2 separate regions of the Mus musculus genome follow, and region 2 is linked to region 1. The links are chromatin contacts, called in public Hi-C maps. All regions are on one chromosome and are shown on one strand. The core of a region is the stretch at or near the end of the contact, and the rest is flanking DNA. Distances in the headings are between cores, read along the strand shown. Region 1 has its middle 60 kb from the start of Gm41011. Region 2 has its middle 110 kb from the start of Gm34246.

Region 1 (5,156 bases), core at 2,106-4,605:
CATTTATGCTCCAAAACACTTTATTTGTTCTTAAAGAAGTTAATTTTTCTTGCCTATAAAATGCTCTCTGGAAAAGCTTTGGTAGAACAGTAAACAATGAGAGGAAAAAAATCCTGATGCAGATTATGAAGATAACTAGCTGAAACATTCATGGCTTTAGTGTATTGTAGAGAAAATCAGGGGCTAGAAAAGTATTGTTTGTATCTAGATAAACTGGGACCTTACTTTCATTTGCAGACAGCTGTGAATGCATGGACATATGTTTTAAGAATGACTTAAATATAATTTACACTATAGAATATGTACATTGCTAAATACTACAAAATCAAATCCTCCAGTTATATATAGCGGATCCCAAATGTTCCTCACCAGCTGAAAGCAGGATGCTTGGGTGAGTGATACACCCAGCCAGCCTAGGACTAAGTGTTCAGTTAGCCCATGGTGCAGGTGTCTTTGGCCATACTGAAACTTTACATGTAGAACTTGGGGAGGCAAGAGTAAAGTAGGTTTAATACTTCAGGGCTTGGTCTTACTTCTTCTTCCACAGATCTTTGCATTCTAGAAAGCAGTCCTCTTGGAACTTTCACTGGTGGTAAGGTGTTAGAGACATTACTTAGAGCCACCTCAGTTGGGTATGTACACCTTAAAAATAGACATCAGGAATGGGTGGGCATCATTTCATCCAAAGAGATGCATTATTAATGCTAGAACACTGCCATTCCTTCTGGATGAGGTCTTTGCTAGCATTCCTCCAATTATTTTATGTCACTTACTCTCCAATCTTAATCAAATTTCCTTCAGTTGAGTACCAGAAAATATGCAGAGGAAGTGTGTCTCAGCTTTATATTAAAAGACTCAACTATTAGCAAGAATGTTTTGTTCAGAAATTATAATTTTATCTTTTTACAGAATTATGCCTTATATTTTATATTTGTTACCTAATAATGTCAAATTAGAACATTTTAAAGTTCTAATCTTTTTTTTTTTTTTTTGGTTTTTCGAGACAGGGTTTCTCTGTGTAGTCCTGGCTGTCCCGGAACTCACTCTGTAGACCAAGCTGGCCTCAAACTCAGAGATCCGCCTGCCTTTGCCTCCTAAGTGCTGGGATTAAAGGCGTGCACCACCACGCCCAGCTCTAATCTTTTAGAATCCTTACTAAAGAAATAATTGGTAAAGCATGTCATATAAAACTCTATATTATAACTCTATATTATAACTCTATATTATAACTGACTAGAAGCCACTGTAATAAGCTTAGCAAGCATTATGAGGCATCAATGGATACTACAATACACATTTTTGAAAATAATACAATATTTAGGCAATAATCTTTTTTCTTATTTTAAATGTGAAGCTGGGTTCAAATCCAGGGCTTTGTCATACGAAGCTTGCATTCTACCACAGAGGAACAGGTATGGTCTATTCCTGTTTACAGGTATGATTATGGATCAACTTCTCAGACACCCCCAAACAAGTCAGAAACAAAACAAGTCATTGTCATTTCAAATTAGATATTATTATTAAGTATATTGAAAAGCTAGCAGTGTAGCTCAGCCGTAGAGCACTTGCCTAGCATATGCAGTGGACTCCATCTCCTGTACTTAGAGAACAAATGAACCCTGTAATGAAACCCTGAGCAGTAACAGAAAACAATACTGTTCATTTCCTTTCAGATGCCTCCTTTCTCAGAGCTCTTCCTTCCACCACCCAGTCTACATTTGAATCTGTTAACACACTCTGGTAAAATAAGAATACCATTGCAAGCCTCCCACATAAGCCTGAAGCTGACCAGAATCAGGTGGGCTGCAGGAAACTGTGGTTGGCTAACCTGCTGACATGGGGCATGCATATTGGGTATAACTGTGGTAACTGTTTGCTCCTTTTGAACATAAAAATTCTGATTTTTTTGGGGGGGGGCGGGGTTTCGAGACACGGTTTCTCTGTATAGCCCTGGCTGTCCTGGAGCTCACTCTGTAGATCAGGCTGGCCTCGAACTTAGAAATCTGCCTGCCTTTGCCGCCCAAGTGCTGGGATTAAAGGTGTGTGCCACCACGCCCAGCTAAATTCTGACTATTTTTAGTGATCGTGTGGTTACTAGGCTCGCAGGGTCATGTGTATAGAGTAACTGTGAAGTCCAGCGCAGTGATTTGCCTAGATTTTGCATCAGGTGTGAAGATACCAGACATCCTTCAGAGGGAAGCCTTCTGAGGTCATGTTATTTGCAAAATTCTCGATGCAGCTTTTGAAGGTCCTAGGATGCCTCACAAGGAGAGAAGACTGTCTCCCCTTGTTCCTGATGTACTCAGTATTTTTCCCCGTAGCTCTTCTTTCTCCTTAAGCATGCAATGGACATCAACAGCTTGCTAAGAAGGTTTAAAACTTTTCCTCTTTCAAAATAAAGATTGTGAAATGCTTTTTATTTTATATCAGAAAAGAGTAGTGAAATGAGAACATACGTAGTAAGATTATGTAAAAATCTAGGAAAATTGAAGAAGCATTTCTGTTTAAAAAAATAACGACCACTTTGAAATAAACATCCATAGTAATAATTCTACATATGTTTTTGACTTGGAATTATAATAATGGCAACTCTGATTTGGATGATACTGAGAATTAATTCATAGCATATATATATTTCCTTTAAAGAGCACCCAACAGCACACAAACACTGGCACAGGGGAGAGGCTACACTTTCAAGTTGGGAAAGTAGTTTTGGCTTGGTTTCTATATTGCACATCTTAAACTTAGTGTTTGGTGTGTACTTGGGTAACCTGGGTGTATTGGTTATAACCTCTGTTAAGAGATAGCTCTTACAAAATTGTAAGATTACAGCAATACATAATTATTTATAACCCTTGGCTCTCAGTTGTTTTTTAATTGATTTTCCCCAGGAAAAACTGACATAAGTGTAGCTTTCTATTAAAGTGTATTTACAATGATGATGATGACAAAAACAAACAAAAAGAAAATAGAAAAGAAAGAAAGAAAACACTAGCAACAAGAAACAACCCAGGCCACTTACAAGTACACAGGCACATGCACACGCCCATTAACACAACTCATTCCAGTCCCAGATTACAGAGAACTAAATTAATCTGCTAATTTCAAAGCAGTATTCTGCTCTGGTCATCTCACTACATGGCTGTTTCTTTGTAGGACAATGTTAGACACAGGCTAACTGGGTTAATTGCAGCCACATGTAGATTGTCTTTTTGGATGACAAGACACTGTCTTACAATTGATCCACACACCATTGGGGGACTAATTCTGAGCTTCCTTTCGGCTCCGTGCTCATCCAGTGACAGACCGCAGCTACCTCCAAGCTCTGGGCCACATTCGCCCGGGCTTGTCGGGAGTGTGGGAACAGACACAGAGCTGGGTCAGAGGGCACGGAGCCAATGTCGCTACATGTGTGTCTCGCCTTTTGTGCGGCTCTGGCTTCGTCCTACTTTATGCAGATTTCACTTCTGCGAGGTCCAGATTGTGCCATATGGGATCCCTGTGTATGACCAGCGAGGCTACCTGCCTGTGAGAACTGTTCTGATGAAGGACTATCCGAGGAACTGCGGCCTGGGCAGTTGTTTTTCCCAGGAGATGGTCACATACAGAGAGAATTTTTGTAAGGGGGGCTCAGGGGCGATGTCTGGGGCCAAAGCCATCCTCAGTGTCTGGGAAAAGAATTGTGTGTCTGGTTCTTTACTGAGAGTGAGCATGGAATTGGGGACCTTTAAGGGCATAGCTTTCTGAATAAAAATGGTGTGTTGTTTCTTTGTCCGTCTCGTCGTTTCCCCCACTTTTTTCCTCACTTTTTATTGCTACTTTTTGTGTGACTTTTTATTACCTTCATGAGTTATGATGTTTGCTTTCCTTCTACCTGATGATGCTTAATGTTAAAGCTTCATATTAGCATTTTTTCCCTGATGGATTTGGGTCCTTGGCCTTTCTCTTACTTCATTATCCGATATAAAACATTCCATCTTTCCCCTTCTTATCCCTCAGTCTTTGTCTCTGCCTCTCCTTTCCAACTGCTACTCGTTCTTAACTTCTTAGCTTTCTGGGTTATATGGTTTCATCTAACTATTTTTGAGAGAAGTGCTCATTTTATAGTTACTAAATAAAAAAAAAAAAAAAAAAGAAAAAACATGCCGTCTCCCCTCTCTTGTCTGCTCAGTCTTTTTTTTTTTTTTAACCTCCTTACCCTGTCTATAAAACATTTCTTCTTCTCATTCATTATTTGACTCTCAGAAGTAATCCTTCCTACCTCATTTAAGAAGGAAGGTTTCTAAACATTAATGTCCCACTTCCTAGTTGTTACCTCACATCTCTCTCTCTCTCTCTGGCTGTTGTGAAACTGCAGATTTTGTTTTGTTTTTTGTTAGTGCTCACTGCTGTGTGTGTAGGATCCTGGCTTTTTAGAGTGGAGGTTTTAGTGCCCCACGTAGAAAACCACAGAAAGGAACAGTCAGAGCCCTGGTCTGATTGTTAGAGCTCTTTAGCCTCTTTCTTAATTTTTGATTTATTTAAATATGTCTCAAACTCTGCTCTGTGCCCCTCCAGCCTAAGTAAATAAACACCCACTTGTACGTGTGACTAACTTTATTCTTCATTTGAAATTCTTCATTTAAAATAACTCCTGGGAAGGTTATAGGGGCACCTATGTATTGTGGTAACCTTTCTTTGTGAGTTATAACAAAAGATGAGACATAGACGCTCTCCTCTGGCTTACGTTTCACTTCAGTGGGAATTTTTTTTTTTTTATAACACACACTATGCTTTTATTAATGCTGTCGAAACTCTCATTTTCCCCAAATACTTGGTGATACTTATCTGATTTTTTATAATAACAAATTCATTTCTTTATTTTGAGATGTAGTCTTGTATTAAAATATAAACACTACTGGGTGGACAATATATTCAGTCACTGATGCCACTTAAATATTTTCTCCCAAAGGATTCAGTTTTGGACACTAAAATTTCACAAAGGAAAGTTACAAATTGGGGGAAGTTTAGCAAAATTCAAGGTACAATAAATTTGGATTTTCCTATTTATGTCCTGAGCAAAAAGTTAGCTATTTTCCATAGAATGAAACATTTTCTTATCCTTCCTTGTTTTTTAAAGCTCCTGGTGTACACCTGTTCACTCAGGATTACGATTG
Region 2 (4,867 bases), core at 223-2,722, 160 kb after region 1:
AATCATTGCAAAAATGATTTGATAATTTCTCATCAAAATGACCATATATCAATAACTGGATTGAACTTGGCATTAGACTCAGGTTATTCTGGCCAGTTGCATGCTGTATTTTAGGTAGTATTATTAATGAATGCTGCCTGAGTGCTTTTAATAACAAGGGACTCAAATATATAACTTCCCTCTAGTAGTTCTAAATGGTGGCCTGGAGCCACTCCTTAATTAATATAGACTCGTACTTCAACTGTAGTTATGGGAAGGAGACTGAATGAAGACAGCACAGCCTGAGATCAGAGGTCATCAAAGGCATGTCTAATTGCACATGTATTCAGTTTTCTCCTTCTTAAAATCCCCCCTCCTTTAGTGTCATACTTCACAGTAGTTCTCAGCAGCAGGACTCTTTGCTTGTTAATACACAGCTGATTTTATTCTTAGCACATAAAATCAGTGTAACCAACATCCTTGCAGAGGCATGGAAGTGAGAAAACTGCACTTCATAGCAGAGAGGCCTGTTTGCTTTTGTAACATGAATCAATATAGAGAAATCTTTGAGGGCAGATTTTTCAAATAGCAAGCTTTTCCATGTATAATATTTTTCACAATTATATGAAACAAACATATCAAGATGAGAAGAAAGCATTCTACTCCTGCCTAGATCTTCAGTGTAAATGAATTGTTTGTGTACTTTGTTCATTAAAGACAATTGTCTCTCCACAGATCTGGAGATATAGGGGTGGGAATCATTAGTGTTGGTAGGCTTTCCAGTGTCAATTACTAGAAAATTAATTCCAAACCTATCATTAACAAGCAAAAGTTCTGTGTTTATAGTTTCCTTTTGTGTAGAATATGAGACCCAGTCTGGTGCTTAAAGGACAGGGTTGTGGGTAGAGTGCTTAGCATGTAGTTCTGAGAAGGCACAGACCCAAGGTCCTTTAGTCTGGTAACAATAGATAACTCTCTGCTATTTTTACTTAAAATTACTGTTTGAATCTTCCCAAATTCAAGGAGTCTCAATTTAAGTCTATGTGTTTAATATCTGAACTATTAACTAATGTGCCCCATTTGTGAGATAGAGAGAAGCTTTTACTCTAAGCATGTACTAGATACACATCTCCCATCATTATTCAGACAGCCAATGCCTGCAAGTGAATCAGAGATTTACAAACAATCAAAGACTGGTCTTAGGTTCTTATCAGTTTCTCAACAGATTCTAGGAGGCTTAAAACCGCTAGGCTTTCAGTCTTTCACCAAAGCAGATACAGTGCTGTTCTCTAGCTGGATTTTGCATTATTTCGGGCTGCAGTCTTTCTTTGTGGTGTCTCCACAAGAAACCGGCGATGTCTACTTTTTTATGAGTAGAATGCGTTGCATTGTTCTGAGGTTTATAATTACACATTTGTGACTTCATCCCCACCAGCCTCGCCCCATGAATACAGATAACATCTTACAAAAGGGAAGACTGGGAAGGACTCAGACAGACAGGGTGGGTGGAGAGGGAGGCTGATGTGCTCAGTGACCATCTCCTAGCAAAGCTCTGGGGCACCTATTAGAGGAATTCGGCTCTCCATGATTCTGGGGTGGCCTATGATCTAAAACACTGGCCTTCTGTTTCATTGGCTATGAATTTACCCTTGGGAAGAAGAAATACTCAACCTATGGGTTGACATTTTATTTATATCGCATCCCTTGTTGAAGCTCTCAGAAGAACCCGAGGTGTCCGTGGCAATCCTTCTCTTTATTCAGATGGTTACAGTTTAAAATTTGAATAGCTGTTTATGCTGGGAGGCTGAACACCCAATCAGTAGTCTTTGAATTGAAGCTGTATTGTTCACTCATGGAAATGCCTGTTTCATCTGTCAGCTCTCTTTTATAGTGAGCCTAATAATTTATGCTTGCTAAAGATGTTTTCTGACCTGTGATTCCATTGCCAGTTACGAAAGGGCTTTGGCAGTATTCACACTTCCTTTCGTAATAGGGGGCCAGTAAGGTACAATTTAGTGAAATTACTGCTCCAGTGCGCTAATGGCGCCCAGACTCAGACTGGGGAGGGCAGAGGGGTGAGGGTGAGGGACCTCGTCCTTTAAAGGGGGCCACTAAGACTCCGAAGAATGGTATCCTGGGAAGGAGGCTCTTTAGGAGTTATGTCCTTCCCTGGAGGTCGGCATGAACCTGAGGGGCCCTGATGGTTGAGTTAACACACCTGCAAAAATTCTACAGGGAACTTACATTGTGTCCAGCTAAAACAAAGAGATCTTATTTTGTTTCTCATATATATATATATATATATATATATATATATATATATGCACATGCATTTTACATTTTGAAGAAGTGACCATGATTCCATTATAGTGACTAATTCAAAAACTGACAGCAGTAAAAATCTTTTGTAAGGAAAGCATTCACATGTACTTTCACTACAAATTTTTCATCATATTACTGTTTAAACCATATTATAGGAAATGAAATTTCTATAAATGGGTCATGCTGCGTCATAATTATAAACCACCCAGCTCTTTAATTTATAAGCTACTGCCAGACTCATCCTGAAGAGAATTTCTCTAATCGCGAATCGAGTTATCCTCCAGGTGAAATATGTATTATTTTCCTCTTCTTTCATGAAATTTTGCTGTCATTTCTCAAGCAGAGCCTATCCTGTCTTCTGTGTACATCATTTGTGCACCCCTTTTATAGTCACTGCTTTGGAGTTTCTTGAGGTTGTGATCATGCAGTCTTGTCTCTATGTTTGTCTTTTGAAAATGACATATGAATATTGGTCAATTGATTTCAAGAATATTTTTAATAAATTTATTGTAAATTTAGAATTGTTCTCTAGCTTTTCTAATTTGTCTGCGAAGCATGTGAATAGGCAGTGATATCATTAAGTTCACTCAGAGTACAGACATTATGTATCACATGGATTAATAAAAGAAGCAAAGAAAACTATAGATAAGTTCTTCGAAAAGGAATTTCTAAGAGACCTTGAATAGTCTTGTAAAAATTGGCCAAGTTATTTGAATAAAATACTTTAAAAGTTGATTGTCAATAGCTTTTGACTTTGATTATTATTAGCCATAAAAATCTAAAATATTTCTATTGAAACTTGAGCTTGTGGTAACTTGAGCTTTGAAGTCAACAGAGGGTTTTCACACTGCGGAGCTACTTAGCCATCCCTTTCGGGGGGGCAGCTTGAGGCAAAGCTTTTGCCTTACTTGAGTGCACTAGATGAGCAAGGAGCAGAATTGTAGCTGAACACGAGGCTTGATATGAGGTCTACCCCATGGTTTCATCCATGCCTCAACTCTGCCTTTCAAGTTACTGTCATTTTACATAAATAAGCAAAATATAGTATTGGTATGTTTGAATATTGCACCTTTATAAAAACAGCACTTCATGGGTTAGAGGAATTGTGACAGCAAGACTTTTTATTTTGTAGTTGAGGAAAGAAAAACTTAGTATCTTTTTGTTGTTAATAGGATATAAAATTGATTAATGTTAACACATTTTGTTGCAATAAGAATTTTGAGATATTGATAATATTTATATTCTATGAATAAAAAAGGTGCAGAACTACTGTATCTTGAAACACACCTAAAATCTACACAAACAGATCTGCTGTTCTGCCACCCTCCCAAGTCTCCTTGACACATTTGCTACTTCTGCCCCACATTAACTACTGTAGCACAGTTAAAAGGAAAATTAATTATTCTGATAGCTTATAGCCCCCTTAAATACTTATACTAAACAGCCAGTAAGAATTGAATGAAACTATGCTTCTATCTTCAAGTTTCTTTGCCTGGTTTTCTTTTCTTGAACTGCTCTCCAGGACCACTAGACATTATTATTTAGTTTCAATTACGTGCGATTTGTCTTCCATATTTTGGATTATATTATTTGGGTTGTAGACTTAACAAAGTTTTCTATCTTTCAAATGACCAAGTGCAAAAGTCTATTAAGGAAAGTGAGAATGCAAGTCCTGAAATTCAGGAATGTGCAGGGAACAGGCACTGAAAACTTAGAGCTGAGGGATGGTTTCCAAGGCAGGTAAATTGTAAGAAGTATTTTGCTACATTGTCAGACAATGAAGGCTCTAAGGGTTGGATCACATTTTAACCAAAGCTCAGAATCAGCACATAATCTTCCAAATCCCAGAATTCTCTCTAGTAGTTATTTCTTTTAGAATTTATATGCAGAACACACACATACATACATGTATAACATGCCCCCTACTGCATAATTATTGTAGGTAGTTCTGAAGACTGTTTGTACACAAAATATATATTTTACTACTTATAGGTAAATTCTTGGTAAATATTTATTTGAACTGAATTCTAACTTGCAGATAAACACCAAGCACAGCTGTATGAAATAGTATGTTTATGAATTTTATTGACAATAAGTTTATTTTCCTGACAGATTCAAGAAATATTTAGGATCCATTCTAGTAGTGCTAGAGTTTAAGGTTTAAGACACAGGCACATTTACAGGAAGAAAGTATGTTTGGGGGAAAAACTTGGATCTCCATTTTTCTTAATAGAATGAGTATTGGCTTATTGCATGGTTGTTGTTCTGACTTACTATGTAACATTATTGTTACTGATATTTTTATGTCATCCCAAGTGAGTCTGGAAACGTGATTTCTTTCAAATATTCAAATTCAAATATACGTACTATGAAATACTATTATGTTTGCGTTTTAGCTAATCTTAATTTGGCTAACCTCATTGACTTGTTCTTGGGCTCTTCTGCCCCAACCCCAAGATGAGGATTTTGAGAAAGTTAATGTGTTAACACAGTTGTAACTGGTGTTAATGGTGAGAACCTGGTATTCTGCATTTTTTAAAACTAGTATCACACTCAACTAAAATTA

What was found. A called contact is a pair of places that touch in the nucleus more often than the background predicts.
Region 2: a Hi-C map of cerebellum shows a contact between it and region 1, with 4 times the contacts expected there. The contact joins two enhancer-like sites. A contact is called at or near these places in 4 of 484 Hi-C or Micro-C datasets (cerebellar granule neurons and cerebellum) and 2 of 115 datasets of contacts at active chromatin or transcription factors (differentiating embryonic stem cells and neural tube).

What each region holds. Positions count from the first base shown.
Region 1 is chr13:84,401,361-84,406,516 of GRCm38.p6, forward strand. No RefSeq gene overlaps it. Among named protein-coding and RNA genes, the nearest start is that of Gm41011, 60 kb to the left of the region's middle. Within about 2 kb of position 3,356, at least 23 of the 459 cell types and tissues checked have an H3K27ac peak or open chromatin away from gene starts, as enhancers often do. A contact at or near this core is called in cerebellar granule neurons, cerebellum and neural tube, where this site is marked.
Region 2 is chr13:84,564,594-84,569,460 of GRCm38.p6, forward strand. No RefSeq gene overlaps it. Among named protein-coding and RNA genes, the nearest start is that of Gm34246, 110 kb to the right of the region's middle. Within about 2 kb of position 1,473, at least 30 of the 459 cell types and tissues checked have an H3K27ac peak or open chromatin away from gene starts, as enhancers often do. A contact at or near this core is called in cerebellar granule neurons, cerebellum and neural tube, where this site is marked.